2 separate regions of the Sus scrofa genome follow, and region 1 is linked to region 2. The links are chromatin contacts, called in public Hi-C maps. All regions are on one chromosome and are shown on one strand. Each heading gives the region's core, a stretch centred on a gene start, on an enhancer-like site or on the middle of the called end of the contact. The rest is flanking DNA. Distances are from core to core; before and after follow the strand shown. Region 1 holds the start of GJA1 (gap junction protein alpha 1). Region 2 has its middle 180 kb from the start of GJA1.

What was found. Hi-C and Micro-C count contacts between places; a contact is called where the count stands out from the background.
Region 1: a Hi-C map of mesenteric adipose tissue shows a contact between it and region 2, with 1.6 times the contacts expected there. The contact joins the promoter of GJA1 here to the enhancer-like site in region 2. A contact is called at or near these places in 3 of 47 Hi-C or Micro-C datasets (mesenteric adipose tissue, retroperitoneal adipose tissue and subcutaneous adipose tissue) and 1 of 2 datasets of contacts at active chromatin or transcription factors (skeletal muscle).

What each region holds. Positions count from the first base shown.
Region 1 is chr1:41,000,139-41,006,012 of Sscrofa11.1, reverse strand. It overlaps GJA1 (gap junction protein alpha 1), which reads left to right and starts at 3,884. Exons shown (of 2, transcript NM_001244212.1): 1 at 3,884-4,048.
Region 2 is chr1:40,818,446-40,824,275 of Sscrofa11.1, reverse strand. No RefSeq gene overlaps it. Among named protein-coding and RNA genes, the nearest start is that of GJA1, 180 kb to the left of the region's middle. Within about 2 kb of position 3,040, at least 16 of the 83 cell types and tissues checked have an H3K27ac peak or open chromatin away from gene starts, as enhancers often do. A contact at or near this core is called in mesenteric adipose tissue, retroperitoneal adipose tissue and subcutaneous adipose tissue, where this site is marked.

The DNA of each region.
Region 1 (5,874 bases), core at 2,635-5,134, 180 kb before region 2:
CAGCTGTAGTTTAGGTCACAACTGTTCCTCAGATTTGATCCTTGGCCTGGGGACATCATAAACCACAGGACAGCCTAAATAAATAAATAAAATAATGAACATGTTCCTTTAAACAAACAAACAAACAAATTAAAAAAGCACATACTTTCCACTTTAAAACTTTTTTTTTCTTTGTGGTCTTCATTAACTCTTGTTTTAAAGGAGTAACTGCTCTTTTTTTTTCCAAGTTAAGACACTCCCAAGTACAATGATATTTTCCTTACAAATAAACCCATTTCTCTTTTGCAGATTCTACTTTGCCTCCTTTTTCATTCTTTTTCTTCACCTGTATTAAATTAGGAAATCCACTGAGGCTATGTATGGGCTGTCTTTTTGGCACACTGACTACATCCTATCTCTTAGTTATCTCTTCGGTACCTGTGGTTTCAAATATCAATACTATGAGTATAATCCCAAATCTTACAACAGTTTTACACTGAACTCCACAGCTCATGTTCTGCCAGTCAGCTATCTTTATCAAAATGTTTCAGTTCTTCATACCAAATATTCCAAATTGAAATAATTAAATCTCCTTTAGCAAATCAGTTCCTCCTCTGGACTTCCTTTTTTGTAACATTTTTCCAATCAAAACTCCAGAATCAGTCTCCACACTCCTCGCCCTTGTCCTCCCCATTCAAGCTGTCATCAAGTTCTGGTAATTCTACCTTCTTGTCCTTTCTTACTCCTAATACCCTAGTTCAGACCCTTATAACTCACTCCTCTGTCTTTACAGTATTCTCCTTTTTAATCTTCAGTCTACAGCCATCAACTATTTTTTAATGTTTTGTGTAAGATAAAGAAAGTCCTTAAAAATTAATCCATGTATCTATTAATATTTCCAAAAATGCTATTTTGAAACAAAGGTGAAAAAGTTTAAATGCAGTTGGTTTTCATATTAAGAAATACTTCTCACGATTCTGAAAAATATCCTCTTCTTCTCTGTGCCAATAACATGTGTTTCTCAGTGCACAGAGCAACATGGATAAAACAGAGTCTAAAGCCTGGCTCACGGTGGCATCTAAAGAAACTGCAGATAACAGAACCCTCAGTGACTGTCCCTTATCCCTCAAAGAGTGGTATTGCCTAGCACATCAAGCCACATCCATTTCTTCTGCATGGACGAGGCCTGGCAATCAGAGAAGGTACAGTTCTGAAAAGTCAGTGTTTATATTCATGAAATGGCATCGGCATTTTTGAGACTATGAGAAAAACACATTTAAAAAGTCTGTCCCACAAGTTTTGCAAAACATCCCAATGAAAATAAGCTTCAGATAAATAGGATACCTTATTTTAAAAAATACTAAAAATATGTTATTGGTCAAAACGTAACTTACCAGCAGTGCTAGAGTATGAAGTATAAGAGTTGCTGGTAGACATTTGGAGAAGTTACAAGGTGTCCTTGAATAATAACTGTTGTCATTGTTCCAGCAGGGAAGCCATTCACAGTGACCCAGCTCCTCTTGAGCACTATTACTCATAGTGCCATTATTGCCACTCTTGGTGCCATTATTCCAAAAGAAGAGAAGATCACAAAGAATATCTTCATCTTTTATGAATGATTTTGAGAAAATCATTTTAGAAATAAAAGATATAGTACATTCCATATGTTAAGAGAACTTGTTATTTAATTATTGGCTAACATGAATAATCCCTTTGGCCTAGAAAATAAATCAAGTGATTTCCATGAATAACTTAATTTGGTATCAAGAAGTTCCTCTATCTCTTTCAAATTGGTCACATAGGCAACAGACTAAAAAGGAAAGATGCTAGAATGCTGAGATAACAACATCCTTCTATACACCTAACAGAACAGAATTGGAAATTTAACACGATTTTTTCATTTAAAAAAATCCTGTTATAGAATAGCCAGTTGCAACTTTTCTTTAATGCAACTAATTCTGAATTAACATTTTAGGAAATTTTTTAAATAAAATGGATGATTTCAGTAATAATTGTGCTTGATAAATAATTGTACAAAAATAAAGAAAATATTTATGTAATTTTATTTATTTATTTATTTGCTTTTTAGGGTCGCACCCCTGGTATATGGAGGTTCCAAGCCTCATCTGTGATCTACACTGCAGCTAACAGGCAATGCCAGATCCCCCACCCACTAAGTGAGGCCAGGGATGGAACCTGCACCTACATCCTCATGGATACTAGTCAGATTTGTTCCTGCTGAGCCACAATGGGAACTCCCAAATAATTATGCAAATTGAATGAAGCACAGACTTTTTTTTTTTTAAGAGGGAGAAAAGGAAAACAGGTGTTCTTAAAAAGAATAAATCATATTTTCATGAATGTGTTCTGAATCAAAGGAAGTAATTTTTACTTAGGACAAAACCATAGACTCATTTGAAGGAAAAGACACTATAAATACAAGAGCAAAAGAGTATTTATGGATTGCTAAGCTTGAAGACTTGAAAGTTAGAGTACAACTTCTATTTCTTTTTTCCTCTTCCTTAACATAAAGAAAAATGTACCCTTAGAAACAGAATAGCCAGCAAATGAAAGAGCAAAATTGTGTATTAAAACTACAACCTTTCAAAAAGTGCCTTATTAGTCATTTCAATGAAATGAAATTTAGGCAAAGGTATCTATCAGAAAATACTTCCTATCCTACTTGTTTTTTTTTTTTCCTCCTAGTATTTGTATTAGTAAGGAGTATCCCCGCTGGATGAGTTTGCTTTATTTCCAGAGAATAATGCCCAAGAGAGTTCCCTGCCCAACCCCAGGAGCATCACTGAAGCCAGTTTATGAGGAACTCTCCTACCACAGCCCTCTAGTGTAGCCTCTGAACAGACCTCAAAGGACCCGGCCACTCTGAGACTGAGGACACATGACTCAGGCTGTTATAAACCCTAGTGCAGACTGTTGAAGAGGGAGGGCCCTGGAAGTGGTGGAAAAGCACATAAAAACTATACCCAGATCTCTGTGGTCAGCAGCAGAAAACTCTCCAGTGGGTTTTAAGGAGAGAGATGGTCTCAAGGAAAGCTGAGAGTTTCGGGCCTTAACATTTGAATTTTCCATAAAAAATATCCTGACATTTCACTACAAAAGAGAGTTCATTTTTGGCATGAATGGGGCTAGGATATTATAAATTTTCAGTTCCCCAGAGATTTGGTAGAGGTCAGATAGGAAGATTTAACAGTCAAAAAGTATTATAATACAGTTATGAATATAAATATATATATTTTTTGCAAAACTGTGGGAAAGAATGAAATTTAAAGCAGTCAAGGAGTTGAGAGGTGGATTTGGGATGGGCATACCATCCTAAAATGTTCGTTTTTCAAATTTCTCAATCCCATCTCCATTTCCTTTGTTAATTGTCCCTTTAAACTAAGAGGGGAGGAATTAGCTCATCAAATAACTCACTCACACCCACCTTTACACACACCTTGGCCAATAGGAAGTTTGCCCTGGCTGTACACTTTTCCACCACTTTAATTTAGTGTAATATATACATATATTACAGGAAATAAAATCTTAGAAAAGGTAGTAATAATATAAAATACATTACTTTTTATTATCCCTGGACTTTGGGTGAAAAAAGCACTAACTAAAACCCGTAATTGTTACTGTAAGAAGTAACTACAAGTAATGGCATTCAGGTCTCTAATGCCATTTCATGTCTCTCGTCAGCAGTTTTAAAGTTGGACTTCATCTGGACCTAGCTACTCCTCTGCCTCTTCGCCCGCCCCACCCCTCTCGGCTGCCGGCCTCCTCGCCACTCTCCCGCCCGCCTTTCCTCTTCCCCACCCCTTTCTCCTAGCCCCTCCTCCTTGTTGAGTCAGTGGCTTGAAACTTTTAAAAGCTCAGTGCTCCAAGTAAGAAAAAAGCTTTTACGAGGTATCAGCACTTTTCTTTCATTAGGGGGAAGGAGTGAGGAAAGTACCAAACAGCAGCAGACTTTTAAACTTTAAATAGACAGGTCTGAGTGCCTGAACTTGCTTTTTCATTTTACTTCATCCTCTGAGGCGTGCCTACTTCACTTCTTTTAAGGGAAAGAGTAAGTTTTCAAAAAGGACTTTACCTATTTCTTTCTTTTTCTACAATTAAAACTTTGCTAAAGTTTTTTAAAGTGTTAAATGTAGCTTTGATATGATATAAAGGGAATGATGAACTTGAAATGTCTAGTTTTAAAGTTAAAATGGAACTTACGGTATTTATTTTTTGACTGTTAAAAAGTTATCTTTTAATAATGCAACAGGTAGATAAGATTCATACCTTTCTGGATATTTGGTTGGTTCCTCATTTTAGAGTAGAATTTCACTTTTTTTGGTAATTAGTAATAGTCTAGACGCTTTGTAACTTTTGGGGTGGGGTGTGGTTTGGGGGGCCTAGGTTGGGGGTTTGACTGGCTACAACGAAAAAAATCAAAGTGCAAAGATGCCTAGAGTGCTTGCTATAGAATTCTACGCTTTGTGCTTTTTCATATGGAAATCTTGATTGATGTTCTCTAGCCTTGAAAAGCAGACTTCTTAACAAAGTGCTTTGTTAAGACCTTGCGGTTACTTGACTTCCACGTGGTCTCTTCGTAGAATTTCCCCCGGTAAACAAAAAGGTGTAAAAATACGGGTTGTAATGCTGAGGTTCTTAAAGCAACAGTAAAGAGTTAACTTTGTGTTAGCCGCCACTAGGGAAAAATCTTGAGACCCTCAGGGAAGCCACCTTTGACTCGACCACGTTGGCAATTCAGGAGGTGAAATCTCTTGAATGCCTGCCTGCTCGTTACTTACAAAGCGTTAAGTTAGGGCGAGAACAGAAGTTTAGAAAAGAGTGCATGTCAGGGTGCATTTTCAAAACGGTCTCCTAAGACAGGGGCTCCTAGAGAGAATATGAAACGAAATTTCTTAAGACAGCGCCTTAGAGGGAGCTACCGCCCCCCCCCCAACCCCGACACACACACACGCGCGCGAGCGCGCACACACACACACACACAAACACACTGCCACCACCTTCTGCTTGTCCGAACCTGCCACACACTAAAGAGCTCTGGGGCAACTTTTTTGAGTTTGAGCCGCCAGGGTGCTGCCAGGAGGCAAAGATAAAGACGATTTGTCATTTTTAAAGGTTCAATTTCTTACATGCTCTTGTGAGTAACCCACATTCTTTTAGCCTGAAATGCAGCCATGCATTTTCGTGCCCGGTAAGGATTTTGTCTGTTCTAATTCCAGGGACTGAAGTAATTAGTTTAAATTCTTGCTGTGACCCTACAGTTTGAAGTATTTGCACCAGAGAGTGCTCAAAAGCACATAAAAATGAAAGCTTTGGGGAAGGAGGACGGGGGCCTGGGGCCGGGCGGGCGCGGGGTGCCTCCTGCCATTTTAGCATCCGCCTGGCTCGCCCCGGCTCCTGGGCTGCCCCGGCCTCCAGGTTTTGGAAAGGTTTGCGGATATTTCCCTCAAATGCTTAAAAGTTAAACCCAGTGCAGGTCTGAGTTCCGCCACTGGAAGGGAAGGGGTGGGAGCGGTGGAGGTGGGTTTGAAGGAGATGGACATCATGCCGAATGGTAAAAGAATAGCAAATGATTAATTGAATTAAATGTGTCAATCTAATTTCCCTTTTCTCTCACCGCCATCCGCAGTGCCCTTTTTTTCTTTTTCTTTTTTTCCAAACCTGTTGAATCCTAGTGTGTAAGCCATGACGAGGAAACCTGAGTACCTTGGAAATTAATGTGTCTAAATGACACTTGTAACTCTTCAGTAAGTTCTCGAAATTTCCTAAGAATCCGGGGGTGGGGAGCGGGTAGGGGAGCGCAGAGGAAGCCACGTAATGAAATGAGTAAAGACCTAATGACATGTCCAGGAGTAAATCAGTACAGAATTTGGAAAT
Region 2 (5,830 bases), core at 1,791-4,290:
CTATTTATGTTAGAAAAAGAAAAGCAAACTCTGTTGAGAGTGATGTTGAAGAGAGGCTTTCACTTTTTCTTCTACATACTTCTGTGTTGAAGTTTATTTAGTAAGTTTGTGTTTATATAACTATGTGTGCTATTTATGAAAAAAATATTTTTTGTGCCAAGAACTATCTGTTTATTTTCTGCCTATAAAGGATGAGTCAAAAAGAAAGTTTAGGGAACTTTTTAATATATATTCAATGATTGAATAGGAAAAGTCTAATTTTGTATAAAAATCTCAATATTAATCAGAAGAGTCTCTTATGAAATTTTCTGAAACCATTTTTGATATTTTTTCTCAATTTAAGAAATTGTCCTTTATTTAAATACTATGTTTTTCCTGCTTAATAGCTCTAAGGAGCTCTTTTAAATTGATGTTTAAAATATTCCATCTTTATTCTTGACAGGGATACTTATGTATTTTAATCTAGTCCATTAAGTTTGCTTTCTCATGAATAGGGTTGAGTCTTTCTTTCATAGAACTTGCACAAATGTCTGTTTATTTAATTAATTAATTAATTGTTTTATTTTATTTTATTTATTTATTTATTTTTGTCTTTTTGCCTTTTCTAGGGCCGCTCCCGTGGCATATGGAAGTTCCCAGGCTAGGGGTCTAATCAGAGCTGCAGCCGCTGGCCTATGCCAGAGCCCAGCCACGTCTGCAACCTACACCACAGCTCAGGGCAACGCCAGATCCTTAACCCACTGAGCAAGGGCAGGGATCAAATCCGCAACCTCATGGTTCCTAGTCGAATTCATTAACCACTGTGCCACAACAGGAACTCCAAATGTCTGCTTCTTTTTTCTTGTGGGTTCATATTTATGGAGCTGCCATCTTTCTTGCTGGCGACGTGTACCCGAATGGAGGGATGATGACAGCTCAGATACTATTTGACACTCTTTCTGGTAAAGACAAAGTTTGTGTTGGGGTGGCAGGTGGGAACAAAGGGAAAAGAACCTCTTGTATTGCATCTTCTAGCCTGCCACCACTCAACCTGCTCCAAGCACTGCATTTATGGGGGTGGAGGGGAGGTGTGCCTCCTCTTGCAGTTACCAAGTAGGGCTTTGTAATGGGAAGTCACGTGGTCCTTCTGCACTAGATAGTCAGCCTATCCTTCCTACCCACCCCTGGACAAGTTATGTTCAGATGAACTGCCACCTGTTGCAGGCACTGGACTGGAACTTAGGTCTTCTGTCCAATCTGTGAACCCAGTATGGCCGAGGAGGTGCGGAGCTGGTCAGCAAAATGTAAAGAGAGGAAAGTACAGAACTAGAAAGATTTCCTCCATGTTCTGTGGGACCTGACCTATCTTCTGAGTCTCCAAGGCCTTTTTATAGGCTTTGATGTAGATTACGGGATCCCTCAAAATTCTTTTTAACTTTGTGGCATCTCCAGGTTTGGGTTCAGAGGAAGGATTGAACGATTCATGCTTCTTCACAATCTGATCCTAACCACCATAACAATGCCGGCTTGAAATGTACCTGCCCGTCAAACCTTCTCTCTTACATCTAGCTTAATGTTTCTTATTTCAGTCCCTTTCCTCAGTGAAGCCTGATTCATGGATTAATATATATTTCCTTATACTTATCTATATAATGCTGACAGTTGGGAATATATAAGAATTTCTTCAATAGCTGGCCATCACCCCAGATGTTAAGGTCCGTGAGAGCAAGGAATAGGTCTGTTTTTCTTGTTTACAGATCTATGGCATCTATCATAGTGTCTGGACAAGAGCTGAGCATCCATGGATGTTTTTCAAAGGAAAAGTAAAGGGAAGGAGGAACAAAGAAAAGATCTATTTTAATTAAATTGAAACAAAATGTATATTTAGTCAGGAATGATCTACTTCTGAATTAGTCACATTTGTAATATATAAACAGTATGGAACCACAGACTGGCTTGATCCTGGATGCTAAATAACATTTGGCCTTCTTATTTCATTAATATCTTGTTATAGACCAAAAGTAGATGAATTTTCTGGAAAAGAAACATAATATGTTGCAACATCAAATAAAATTAATTCTGTATTATCCATTGAGAATGACGAATAAAGTGTTAACTGTGTATAAAACTATTACAATAAGAGTCTACACAATTCCTAGAATGGAAAGAATTCTTTATTTAAAAGTCTGAAAGTCTGTGTGAAAAAAAAAATAGCACAAAATTAAACTTTCTTTACTGAAGAAAATGACCACAGAAAATCAGTGAAGATGAAATAGGACTAGAGCAATAAAGGAAAGAAAGAAAAAAAAAAATGGAAATGTTAGGCATGCTTTTAAGATACTCCTTCTAAACACTTTAACAATTAAGTAAGTTCTCCTCTCTATTTGTTCTAACGTATAAAGGAATTACTCAGACCATTGTCTACGTGTCTCCTAAGCCAGATAGTTCAGTTCTAGGCACATTTCTCAGATTCTCAGAAGCTATTAGTTCATAAAGCCTTTTAAACGCCAGATAATGTCAGGGTATGAAATGATGTTACAATCTCAGACTATTTTTCTTTTGGGACGCCAGAGCTATGGTAGAAGCAGTTGGTGCTGCAGTTATTCTCTTATGTAATCTACCCCTCCCTTTCTGGTACAATAAGCTAATCTCAGATACATGAAGAGGCAAGATGTCTCTCTCCCATCTCCCCTCCCACATCTATCAAGTTCTCCAAGGTTGTCATCTTCCTTTGTGATCTACAATTAGAGGGTGAAGTCAAGTTGGTTTACAATGAAGCAAACAAGAAACTTTATCTACGAAATCTCTGCTTTTCTCAGTATTATTGCCTTTCACAATACAGTTTCTATTCCGTGCCAATTTGTTTTATTCTTTTTGCTTGCTATTGAGCCAACTTTCACTCCTTTGTGCAAAATGCACCCTGTGGAAGTTATCAATTACCAATTAAGGGAGTTCCAAGTGCTAGGAAGGAAAACAAAACAAAGCTCTCTTGGGAGGCAGGGCTTATACTGATGTGGAAAGCACCAAATTAAGGCTAATTCACAGAACTTCAGAGCATGACTCAGAGGCACCGATCATGAGTCATGGGCTTTCATTGAGATAAGGTCGGCAATACACATAGAAGAGCCTGGTGTACACAAAAACAGGCTCAAAAACATAAACTTGTCATGAACAGACTCGTGTGTTGCAAAGATGTATATTATGACTAGGATTGTCATATCAAAAAAAAAAAAAAGGTTAATAGGACCTGTGAAGAAATCAGTGTTTCTGGTGACCCAGAACACAGTGCACTGTAAAAGAGAGGCTCTGTTTTTATTGAGCTTGTCACTATGACTATGAATATTTCCAGTATGAGGAGGAGTTTTGGTAACACTTAATGGAACAAGTAAGGCACTTGAAGACCTGCCATAAGGAGAGGAGTAAAAGCAGGGCGCTCTGTGCCAGGTCATCTGTGCTCACGGGCTCATTCTCACTATCTACCCTGCCATCCCTTTGGACCTAGTCTGTCGTTATCAAACTCCCTCTCTCCCTCACTTTGTGTGTCCAGCCAGCTTTTTGGCATGAAACTCTTTGTCATGCTATGGACAATACTGCATTTTCCTACCCTTCAATTCATTTTCTCCCAACAATGCTAGCAATATTACTAGAAATCTAATTTACTCTGGAGTTTTATCTCTAGCCTGGTTCGTTCCTTATCTGCTGCTTCCTCCACCTCCAACCATGTACATGCACACAAAGGTTCTTCACTCTTTTTCTGACTCTATGAGGCATGTTAACCTCTCAGCCAGGAAACAGTGGTGGATTTCTTATAGATCTTAGAGTCTACTGAGAGAGGAAATGGACTGAGGGACACTGATTCCTAGGTAAATGGGAAATAATGTGTAGGTTCAGAGATCTGGAAACAGTGGATGTAGAAATTGGACATAGAGGAAAACAAGAAGTTTCATTATTATTAGTAGTATTGTTATTTTAAGAGGAAGGTATCAGATGAGCGAGAATAATGGTTACACAGGTGAGGTAGTACAGAGGATGACACTAGAAATTGAGAGGAGAATTTATGCTGTGGAAGGTTGTAGGAGCCTGGGTCTGAATTCTTGGTAGAAAAACGCAGCAGACAATGGCCATTTCTAGTTCGTGTTTCTTCCTTCACTGAATTATTGTTTCTGAACAGGGAGGATCCCAGGCAGTACAGGGTAAGGGTGAGGAAAGCAGATTCTCAACTCCAGCAAACCTGATCTTAGGTCCCAGCTGTGCAGGATCCTGGTATGTGAACTTGGGCAAATACAAACTCTATTTGGGCATTTGTAAAACAGACCTAGTACATGTATCCACTTCTTCGAAATAGTTGTTTATGCTCATTGTTTATGCTCTTTCTACCTCCCAAATTCCTTTTTACTTAATACAGCAGCTGCATTTGGCAAGTTAAGCCCTCCTTCCTTCTAGGTATACTTTTTTCTCTTGGCTTGGAGGACACCACACTTTCCTGGTTTTTCTCCCATGCCACTGGTTGCTGCTTCTTGGCTTTCTCTTACTGGTTTGTCCTTTTTTCCCCAGACTCTCAATGTCGAAGTGTCAGAGTTTAGTTCTTTTTCTCCATAAGCGTTCCCTCCCTTAGTGACCTCAAGCAGTCTTGCAGATTCAAATTCTATGCATATGGCATAGCCTTCCAAATTTATGTCTTTAGCCCAGACCTCTCTTCTGAACTTTAGACTTGTATACCAAATTGCCTACCAAAAATCTCCATTTGTATGGCAAGGGGGTTCTCAAACTTCACATGTCCAAAACAAACCTTCTGGTCTTCTCTCCCTAGGCTCTTTTACCTGCAGTCTTCCTCCTATCATTTGATGATGCTTCTAGGCCTGCATTTTTTGGAGTCAACCTTTTTCTTGCTCCCTCTCTCATATACCACATCTACTCCATCAGCCAATCCTATTGGTTCTACTTTCAAAATATATCTGATCATTTCTTACCACTTCCTGTGGTCCCACCTTAGTCCCAAACCCATCATCTTTACCTGGATTACTGCAGTAGTTTCCTACCTGGACTCCATGCTACTAATCTTGCTTCCCTACAGTTTTTTCTTAATTCAGATTCAGAACAGGCTATAAGTCAGATCATATCAGTGCTCTGCTTAATACCTTCCAAACATATCAATCAGAGTAAAAACCACTTTCTACAAGGCCAACTCTTTTACCCCTACTCCCTCATCTTTCTGACTTTACTCTACCTTCCTTCTTTCTCCTTTCCAAGCTCACTTGCCTCCCTGTGCTACTTGAACATGCTAAACCTGTCCCCACCTTAGTGCCTTTGCACTGTTTTTTCACTTCATTAAGAATGTTCTTTCCTCCGTATATCGTCATGGCCAGCTTCCTTCACCCTTAAACCTCTGAGGTCTGCTGTGTTACAAACTCAGTGTGGCTGACCCTCATCATCCCATTTAAAATTACAACCTGCCCTACCTCTGGTACTCTTCATTCACCCTTTAAACATCTCTATTTTTCCATAGCACTCATCGCTCTCTAAAAAATGTATATATATATGTATATATGTAATTTATTTATTATGATTACTGCTTATTGCTGACTTTTCTCAGTAGTATATAAGCTGTGACAGAACAAGGTTTTTATCTGTTTGCTTCACTGCTATGTCCTAAGCAACTAGGAAAATGCCTGTCACACAATAGGGATTTAATAAATATTTGTTAACTTAAATAAAATTATTTATTGGTTTTAGAGGGTTTGGGGTGTTATACAACAGGTGCTGAACCTTACATCAATATGGTGCCTGACCAATAAGCCTAAAAAAATGAATGACATCTATGAGCAAATATGCAGGATAAGAAAATTTTCCA